Regions from separate parts of the Mus musculus genome. Here regions 1 and 2 are each linked to region 3. The links are chromatin contacts, called in public Hi-C maps. All regions are on one chromosome and are shown on one strand. Each heading gives the region's core, a stretch centred on a gene start, on an enhancer-like site or on the middle of the called end of the contact. The rest is flanking DNA. Distances are from core to core; before and after follow the strand shown.

The links. Hi-C and Micro-C count contacts between places; a contact is called where the count stands out from the background.
Region 1: a Hi-C map of bone marrow-derived macrophages shows a contact between it and region 3, with 3 times the contacts expected there. The contact joins the promoter of Fam170b here to the promoter of Prrxl1 in region 3. A contact is called at or near these places in 5 of 39 promoter capture datasets (embryonic stem cells, epiblast stem cells and hippocampal neurons), 3 of 484 Hi-C or Micro-C datasets (CD4 T cells, bone marrow-derived macrophages and embryonic stem cells), 7 of 115 datasets of contacts at active chromatin or transcription factors (embryonic stem cells, neural tube and stem cell-derived neural progenitor cells) and 3 of 9 other capture datasets (embryonic stem cells, embryonic trunk and macrophages).
Region 2: a contact with region 3 is called in a Hi-C map of myocytes, with 2.0 times the contacts expected there. The contact joins the enhancer-like site here to the promoter of Prrxl1 in region 3. A contact is called at or near these places in 4 of 39 promoter capture datasets (embryonic stem cells, hippocampal neurons and liver), 1 of 15 datasets of contacts at CTCF or cohesin (stem cell-derived epiblast-like cells), 14 of 484 Hi-C or Micro-C datasets (CD4 T cells, the MC3T3-E1 cell line, the N1E-115 cell line and 8 more), 8 of 115 datasets of contacts at active chromatin or transcription factors (embryonic forebrain, embryonic stem cells, forebrain and 2 more) and 4 of 9 other capture datasets (adipose tissue, embryonic stem cells, embryonic trunk and 1 more).

Annotation. Positions count from the first base shown.
Region 1 is chr14:32,832,610-32,835,571 of GRCm38.p6, reverse strand. It overlaps Fam170b (family with sequence similarity 170, member B), which reads right to left and starts at 1,610. Exons shown (of 2, transcript NM_001164485.1): 1 at 1,388-1,610; 2 at 1-253. The coding sequence starts at 1,496.
Region 2 is chr14:32,815,261-32,818,655 of GRCm38.p6, reverse strand. It overlaps Tmem273 (transmembrane protein 273), which reads right to left. Exons shown (of 5, transcript NM_001163616.1): 5 at 688-1,809. The coding sequence ends at 1,785. Among named protein-coding and RNA genes, the nearest start is that of Fam170b, 17 kb to the left of the region's middle. Within about 2 kb of position 2,000, at least 9 of the 459 cell types and tissues checked have an H3K27ac peak or open chromatin away from gene starts, as enhancers often do. A contact at or near this core is called in myocytes, where this site is marked.
Region 3 is chr14:32,598,108-32,601,240 of GRCm38.p6, reverse strand. It overlaps Prrxl1 (paired related homeobox protein-like 1), which reads right to left and starts at 1,833. Exons shown (of 7, transcript NM_001347590.1): 1 at 1,695-1,833; 2 at 1,177-1,295. The coding sequence starts at 1,210.

The DNA of each region.
Region 1 (2,962 bases), core at 361-2,860, 230 kb before region 3:
GCCACGCCGCGCACAGTCTGCACGTGGGTATACAGGGCGCACACGCTCTCAGGTGGAGTCTCCTGCTGCTCCTCAGATTTGCTGGAGTCCCAGGACTGGTACTGAGAGTAGGACTGATACTCGGAGGACGACTGGGATGATGGAGAGCTGCTCCAACCCAGCACCCCCTGTGCCCGGGCTGCCAAGTAGATGTCATCGTCAGGGAGGAAGGCAGGCCCTGGCCGCGGAGATGACTCATTCCTCCTCATGGCCCCTGAGAAGTGGAAGGACAGTTTCATCAGTGTGCTCAGAAAGGCTCCATGCGTAACTTCCCTGAGAAATCAGAAACAAAATCATACAGATTTTGGCGGCTTAGGGAAGGTGCTTGTTACTCACCAGTGATGACCATAAAACGATCTCACAGGGAGATAAGGATAAAAGAACGTGTCAAGGTTATCAAATGAGGTGTGAAAAGCCAGCACCTGGTAAACTGGAAAGTAAATTAAGATACGACCACAGAATGTAATTGTATTCTTGAATTAAAATAAACAAGCCAGGAAATGTGTGCAAAACAGACACAAGAAGTAATGTACCTGCTACCTGAAAGAAGCCATCCCATGATCTCACTTAGAAGACATTCTAGAGAAAGCAAATTGGTAGGGACAGAATAGTCACTAAGAGCTGGAGGGGTGAGCAGGACATAGAGGAGCCTTAGGGAACTCTTGGGGGTCGTGATAATTGTCTGCTTTGGCTGTGGTTGTCACACGAACAGTGTCACAGTTCCTTCCACTATACGCATCACATGCTGTGCAGACATCAGTTCAATAAAACCCACGTGGAAACCAAGAATGGAACAGGGATGTGGAGTAGTGAAGCCCCGGCTTCGCTGCCTCTGTCTGTGACTTATCTCTGTCTCGGGTGGCCTCTCATCCAATTGTGTCCCTGTCACCATGTAAGAGTGTACTATGCCGTCATTCCTTTAAGATTCACAACAAGCCTTAGAGATTTCGCTCTCCTGATTTTCATCCCACCCAGGAGACGGTGGCAGAGGATCTGCACACCAGACGGAGCCACTTGGCTCCAGAGGCAGATCTCCTCCTAAAGCGCTGCCTGCAGATACACCCTGGGATTCAATGAGTTGGCTTTCTAGATTAGCATGTACCCATGGACTATAAAGGAATGTTTATGTTGCTACAGGTCTTACACGATTAACATTATTTTTTTCTTCAAACACACATCAAAATCAATACATAAAGGTTTCATTATTGTCCACATAGCCCCTGAAATAGCCCCATAGATGCACAACAACATAAGAAGTACCAGCTTCCCCTAAAGACCACTTTTCTCATCTGCTTTGTGTGATCAACACACCCCTTTGATAACAACATCCCCTTCCCCATCTACTGACCACCTGGCCAGCACACTCCTGTGCTCTCCTCTGCGGCGTCTGGGCTGGCCATGCCCACGGCGGTCCCAGGTGTCTGTTCTCCCCTATGCTCAATGAGATGGTGTTTCATGACTTCAAACCGGCACCCAGAATCTCGTTGAGAGCTGGGGTTGGCTGTGCTGAAGCCCTCCAGCCAGCCCCAACCTGAGTGGCCACATGGTCTCTAGGAGCCTGGCTTTATTCTGTGATGTCATCAGTGACACGGGTCTGTTCTGTGACCCTTGGCAAGACTAAACGTCCCTGCCAGGTTACCAGGAAAGTATGAGGTTATTTCCCTCTGTGACCTTTTCTCCCCAGTTTCTTCTCAGGAACACAAACACAAACCCCAGACGCATGCTTTCAAGTATGTGTGCAGGCATAAAGACTTAAATGCAGGGATTGGAGAGATGGCTCAGAGGTTAATAGCCCTGACTATTCTCGCAGAGTTCACAGATTCGATTCCCATCACCCATATGGCACCACCTGAAATTCCAGTTTCAGGGAATTGGATGACTTCTTCTGGCCTCTGCAGGCACTGCCCTCATAAAGAGCAGAGATAAATGCAGGCAAAACAGCTATAAACATAAAATGAAAAAATTTCAGGCAAACACACAGGCACTTACACAAGTGTGAATGTTCACATACACAATCACTTAGATACACATGTTAAAACATACATAGACACATAGACATAGTACATTAGTATATGTTCACAGCATTCACACTGGCTGACACACAAGCATATGAAGTACATAACACTCAGCCGTACACACACATACACATACACGCACACGATCTCATATCATATGAACTGAGCCATGGATAGGCTCACAAATAAACAGCCAGCACCGAACATCAACACAGCCTAACTTCACACCATAGAAAGAGTTTTGTCAGAATGCTTGTCTCTGAGGTGCCCACCCAGCCTGCTTAGGCTCCCCAGAACTCTCTGCCACTCCCACAGAAAGGAAGCAGACTTCCCTTTCGGCATGCTTTGCCCAGCTTCTGTAGTATCACCTCCTCTTGGCTGTCCACACAGTGGACGCCTCCTCTCCCTAGGCTCAGGGGTCTTGACCTTGTTCTTCCTGTTTGTTCTGGGTCCCAGGTTCTTTGTTTTCCCTTAACCGCATCAGCCATACATATTCACACACAATTATCTTCCCTGTTTGTTTTTGGAGGCAGTATTTCCTCGTGTAGCTGAGGTCAACCTTGCACCAGCCCACGCTGGTCTCAAAGTACCCAACCTCCCAACTTTGTGTCCTGAGTGGTGGGATGGATACCACACCAGACAGATCCAGTCTCTCTTCAAATGCAATCTCTAAAAGAATAGTCGAGATGTCCTTCATCTTTCTCATTACATGGCCCATACTTAAGCATTATTCAACATGTTAACAAATGCTATAGAAGTCCTTGCCAAATCAGTGAATTAACAGTGACTACATTTGGCTGACAAGGCCATAACCTTCCTCCTGTGGCTGCCTGCTCTCTATACCCCAAAGCCCTGTAGCTCCCAGACATTGCTAGACCCTCTCACATAAGGACTTTGAGAACCACCTC
Region 2 (3,395 bases), core at 751-3,250, 220 kb before region 3:
ACTTCATGCCTGGTCTTTGCTACAATGTTCTCAAATGATAGGGTGAGACAGTCACCCCCCTACCCCCAAGACCCAGCCTCCAACACTGTCACTGTTCATTGAGGTTGCCCCCAGTATCTCCAAGAGCTACTGTCCTCTGGAGTTTCCGCTCTGGAAGCTGCTCTGAAGAAGTGGGGAGGGGTCCTCTAGAGCTCCATCTCTGGGAGGGAGCTGCTAGCAAGAAGGGCCTGGGAGTTTTCCATTAAAGCTAGAAGGACTTCCATTGAACTTGGTTTTGGGAGTAAGCCAGGAGGTCTCATGGCCAGTGGTTCCCCATCCATGACATCAGCCCCCACCCCCAGCACCTGAGGTGGGGACGCTGCTCAGCCAAGAACAGAACGCACTATGACAGTGTACCATAAGACCGCATCACCCAGTGACCTCATAGCCATCTTCATTTGCCTTAAGTAAAGCCTGCTGCACAGTGCTCATCCAACGTTGTAAGCGTGGGGGTGATGCCTTCCTCAGTTTCCTCTTCATTAAGTATCACAAGGCTCTGCTTATGTGGGGACGAGGAGGAAAACCGAACTCGTGTCTGGGAAACACGTCTCGAGGTGCAGTGGTAGGAAAGACCCCGCATTGTGCGTACAAAATGTAAAACAAGAACTGAGAATCCATAGCCATCCACCTTCGCTCACGAGAGATCCTGCCGTTCACAAACCAGATGTTTTAATTAAAACAGCGCTAAAAGAAACAAATCAATTACCAGCTCCAGTACACGATGATTTATTCTATCTCACACACGGACGATTGCTTATGAGTACCATGTAACTGCTCCAGGTGATCAGCTAACAGAAACTGCTAATGAGTAGCACCATTATCAAGGCGGACAAGGCACCCTGGGACTCCAGACGTTATTTTAATGCGGCACTTCGTTTTGAAAAATAGTTCCTCTTTCACCACAGCAGGATAAAGGTAACCTGTCTGAGGAAACCCAGACCACACAACCACCTGCCTTCATGCAGACTGGGAAAGCAGAGTTTGCCAAGACAGGAATGATTCAATTGCAAGGGAACATTCCCAGAGCCTGATAACGAGACTAGCAGGGTATAAGTTTCCCGAATCCTTCATGCAGACACGAGGCAACCATCAGCACCAAGTTGTGTGTGGCAATCAATGTGAGCCTGCATTCCTGTCGCTCTCTGTGAGGCACTGTGCCAGCATGCTCTGGATCTCCTCCTGCCCAGGGGTGTCAGTGTCCTTCTCCTCACTTACCCCTAGGCTGTCCTCTGTTCCCTCAGAAGGTCACTCTTCTGTGGATAAGCATTGCACACTGACTCATCAATTCGATGCTCCCCTGGATACTTGCACGGTTTGTCTTTAAAGTGGGGATCTCCCGACAGCTCAGACTGCAAGGCCATGAGTTCTACAAAACTAAGCCTGAATGCTAACAGCCCCACAGTGCTGAGGAGGAAGCTGTCTTGGCTTGGACTATGAGCCATGCTGGGGTGAGGTTTCATTGACGTGGACACAATGTTGTTGTAGAAGCCTGCCCAGCTCCTACATGGGCACCTAGGTTGAGAAATACAGATTCAGGGTTTCCTTTTGCCCTGCTGTCCATTCGAGCACTTCCCCTCGCAGATACTCTCCCAGAACAGGAGCGACCGCTTCCCTTGGGACACAGGGGCTGCCGATTGTAGTCCGTTTAGTACCTGCTCTTATATTGAGTTCAAGTAATGATCCATCATTGGCCTTGGATGTTCAGACTCAAAGTACCTAAAGCCTCTTCTGATGTAGCTCGCAGCTCACAGCTCAATCTCCCGGGCATCTCTAGAAAGGGACAGAAATGTGGAAGACTCACAGTTAGAGCAATCGCATTCTTACTGTTTGCTTTGTGTGTTGGTAGCACAGTGAGCACTTGAGAGGAGCTCACCAGCAGATGTCAGCACCAGAGGGCATCTCCTCGATTGACACAGAGAGATGCCTACAGCCAGTGCTGAAGCCAGATAACCAGCCACAAGGCTGTTTTTTTCTACTTGCCAAACCCAAGGCTTCACCCATTCTAATACAGTAGTGTCAGAGACTCATTCCTTGAGGTTAACCAGAATATTTGGGCAAAGTATCACTGTCCATATATAAAGAACATGTCCAGATCTGGGCAGATGCTAAGAGGAAGGAGGTAAGGAGGCTTATGGGAATGTAGTGGAAATGCGCCCTCAGCTGTAAACCACAAGTTGTTAGCGTCTATATCAGCTCAGACAGGAGGGAGGGCGCTAGCCATGATTAAAAAATAATAATAATAAAATAAAAACAAAAAAGGAGGAAAACGAAAGAAAAGATGAAGTCGCCAAACCAAACCCTAACAAAAACACCTGGTTAGGGCACAAAGCTCCTGGCTACAGGACATCTTCATGGAGATCACCAACATCTCTATGAAGGAGACAGGATTCACACCAACACTACTGTTTTCCATAAGCATCATCTATAGCGACAATCGAATGCCTCGTTTATGCTTGCACTGACTGCTCCCTAACTGCAAATGCTATTCATTGACTCTGTTCAGCAACGATCTCATGGTGTCTGATGTCTCTTGTGTAAGAGAAGCCATAGCAGGGAGACTGCAGAGCAGAGCATGCATGGCACAAGGCAAGTAAAGGTTCATAAAACAGATGCCATATCTTTGCCTAGCCTGTGCCTGGGAGCTCATGACACATGTGGTCCTTGAGCTTTCAGAGCTTAGCGGCAGAACAGACAATGATAGTGGGCAAGCCGGAAACAAGAATGGTGTGGTGGCACATGAAAGAGAGCAACAGGAATGCGCCACTTAGTCTCCTGTCAACTTGACAAGAGACTCAATAAACAGGGCTCATCCAAGGGTAGGGAACCTCAGGTAAGAAAATACATATATCCCATAGGCTCTGGTTTGTGGGGTGAGCCTGGAAGGCAAGCCAGTCAGAAGTCTTCCTCTGTGGCCTCTGCTTCAGGTCCCATCTCCAGGCTCCCGCTTCAAGTTACTGCCCTGACTTCCCTCTGTAGAAGGACTGGAAGTTGTAAGATGAAACAAACCCTTTTCTCCCCAAGCTAGTCATGATTATATATCATAGCAACAGAAAGCAAACTAGGTTGGGGGTGACCTGATCAAAGTACACTCTATGCACCCCCTGAATGTCAGGAAGAAACCCATTGTTTTGTAAAGCTAATATCCACTAATATAAATATCAAAAAAGATCTGGTGAAAGAGGTAGAGGCAGGTGAAGAAGAGAATGCTTCCAACACTGTCAAATGCTAGCGCGTCCCTCTGAAAAGGAGAATGGTCCAAAAGAACATGGAGTTTGCAGGGTCTGGTCTAGACAGGCAGAGGGTGAGCACACAGCTCACTACTTCTGTTGAGTTTAACCAGCCCATTCAGGGCTGTG
Region 3 (3,133 bases), core at 584-3,083:
CTACCCACGACACACCAGTAGGGTCTCCTTCAGGCCTGGGGTACAGTTGTAAGTGACCGCTCCTTTCTGACTGCCCTAAAGCCTCCCTGCCTGGGTTCTGCCTGGTGTTGAAAAGCAGGCATACAGAGCTTAACTGCTTCTCCCCACTAGCTAGCTTCCTTTAGCAAACTCTGCTGGACTCTTAAGGGCTTGTATATAGAAAATGAAAACAAACTTTCCCAAATCGTGGCTGAGACTGAAGACTGCTCAAGGCAACCTACAGCAAGGTGGACAAGTGTCCCGGAATTATAAACCTTTGAGTGTCTCCTCCAAACCACAGCACAAGCACGGGGGGGGGGGGGGGGGAGCGAGGGGGGGGGGAGTATGTACACCTGACGCTACAGATCACTGCCAGGAAGAACTCACCCTTTGGTTCCCAGGCCCTGGTTAGAGACACCCAGGGATGCAAGCTTCTCTCACTTCTCACTACCCCTGCCCCACTTAACAACTGGGAGAAGAAAACACACCAGGAATAGGGAAAGGCATTTCCCCCCTAAGGTCTAGAGACCTTAAACAACCAGACCCTGGTCCTGGGGGCTGACGAGCTGGTCATTTGTAGTCAGAAATTCAGTAAATCGCTGAGATGAAACTATTCCTGGACACTCCTGACAGGTAACTATCAGGGAGCTTGCATCCAGGGACAGCTTTGCCGCTAGAAACTGACTTTAAGTTGTCCAGAATTTCGTGTGCGATCCCGGAGCACTCTTGCCAACGCCCAGGGTGAGAGTAGGCCCTTCCTGACACGTAGTGGAGCCCAGGACTCAGAGGGCAGTTCAACTTGCTTTGGTTTTCTGGGATGTTAGCAAAACACCGTGAAAGATTGATGCGGGCCCCCTGGGCGGAGGAGCCCCGATTAGAGGCGTGACACCAGCATCTGTGCTGGGAGGACCAGGCGTCCCTGAGGCACCCATAGCCCGGGGCAGCGCGACCCAGGCGGAGAGGGAGGTGGGAGGCAGGTGGCACCAGGGCGGAGGGATGGAGCTGGATGTAGGGGGGGGCTAAGGGTACCCCTAAACCCTGCCAAGAGGCTGCCACCTTGTGGGGCGAAGACCCCAATACTTATCAACCCTTTTGTGGCCCGGCCCTTTTGGCTAGCTTGGCCTGGCCAAACAGCCCGGGAAAGCGGCGCTTACTCACCCTCTAGCTGTGGCGGACAGTGGAAATAAAACATCGCCGACGGTCGGATGGGCCCTGATGGCTGGACCAGGGCTGGTAGCGGCCTGGCAGACTTGTGCCTGTGCGTGGCTCCGGCCTGGCTGCAAAGCAAACAGCAATAGAGCCTGAGTCTCCTGCCCGCACACCCCGAGGATCACAGGGAGTGCTCCTCCTACTAAGCCCTTCCCGAAGCCCTTGGTCCCCTGGGGCCACCGCGGGGATGGTGGGAGAAGTGGTTGCACCTCCCTTCCCAAGCCACGACCCTACGGTCAGCCTTCGGCATAGGTCCTGCTGCTGGACAACCGCGCCCTCACCAAGCTGGGCACAGTCTGGCTCCTGGTTCTCAGGGGTCCCAACCACAAGCCCTGCACTTGGCCACCGCAGCTGGGTCCGGCGATCGCGCAAGGCCATCTGCAAGCGCAGCAGCTCGGGCCAAAAGCCGGTGAAGTCCCAAGGCCCAGCGCAGGGAGCCGGGGGAGCAGCACGGGAACCCTGCCTACCTCTGCGGGAGGCGGGCGAGAAGGCCGGAGTGCGCTCGCCTCTAGTCCGCACGCGGGGCTCGGCTGGCGGCGGGCGGGGCTTGGCGCTGCTGGCGCCCGCAGGACCAGAGAAGTGACTGGGGAAGTGGCCAGATGTCTTGCTGTCTGTCTACAGCGCGCGCCGCCGCTCAGCACTCGCCTTTATAATCTCACGCATAATTGGCCTTAATCTGATTATTTCCAGCGCTGTCTACAGCGAGTAACTTGGATAGGTCTATTGGGCCTTACAAATGGCCCACGTGGTGTAAAAAAAAAAAAAAATCCGTCACTTCTCAGCAAACATCAGGAATGTTTTTCCCTTTTTTTCTTTTAAACGAAGATAAAAACAACAGCTACCAATATCATCCCCCACCCAAAAGAGATTATGTTTTAAACACTCACCCCAACCCCAGCCCTCTGGGCCCCCTCAGTCTCAACCCTTCTTTCTCTGAGTGAGATTGGATTTGGGCTCGCCCTTGTCAGAGGCCTGGAGACTCCAGGACTGCAAAATTACCAAAGCGCTGCTAATTGTCGCCGCCGGATGGGTTTTGGGGGTACTCTTTGCACACGGCTTCCCTTTCCAAGCGATCGTACAAAAGGAAAGTTTGATTTTGTTCTCAGCAAGGGGTCCCTGAATTTATGTTCGCTTCTCCCTGCAAATGATATGCAGTGGGACCCTTCGCAATTACTTTTAAAATGCATCCGAGGCAGACACTCAGCGGAGAGAGACCGCCCTTCTCTCTGCCTGGGTGAAAATTAAACTCTAAAGTACCGGGTTGAAATTTTCAAGTCAGGGGCGCGGGATTGGATCAAATCACATAAACTGCAAAAAAAGCAAGTCTAATGGCGCATAATTGGTTCTGTAATAGCATTACACCAGGATAATAGCCCGTTACGGCCCCCTGCACTATTAAGTGCTTCCCTGGCGGAAAGCCTTTATGATATTAAAGGGGGAATATAATGATATTTTGGTTATTAAATGCGTGTAATTAATTTATGCACCACTGAAAATAAAGTTGGTATTATGACCCACTCAAGATGCATCAGAAGATGCGAATCAGACAACTGTTGATAAGTTCTGGTGTCTGTGTTCCGTCTAGACTGCCGATTTTATTTTGGGACAATGGCTTCTTGGACAGACTACATAAATTGAATATTTTATAAACATTCTAATGCTGCGTTTGAGAGCCTTGGCGGAGTGGTGGGTCGGGTCCCTGCCCGGCCTGAGATCCACCCTTGATCTTAAAGACACAGAGCTTTGGAAACAAAAGGCCTGGCGGGCCCACTCGTGGACCAGCGACCGGGGCAAGTAGCGCGGAGCTGGAGAACTGAGTGCTGAGGCTCTGGCCGGCCAGTGGACACCCCTGGGAAAACAGCCAGGAAGAAACGCGGCACCGCTCCGGCGGACTCAAGGCTGGGCT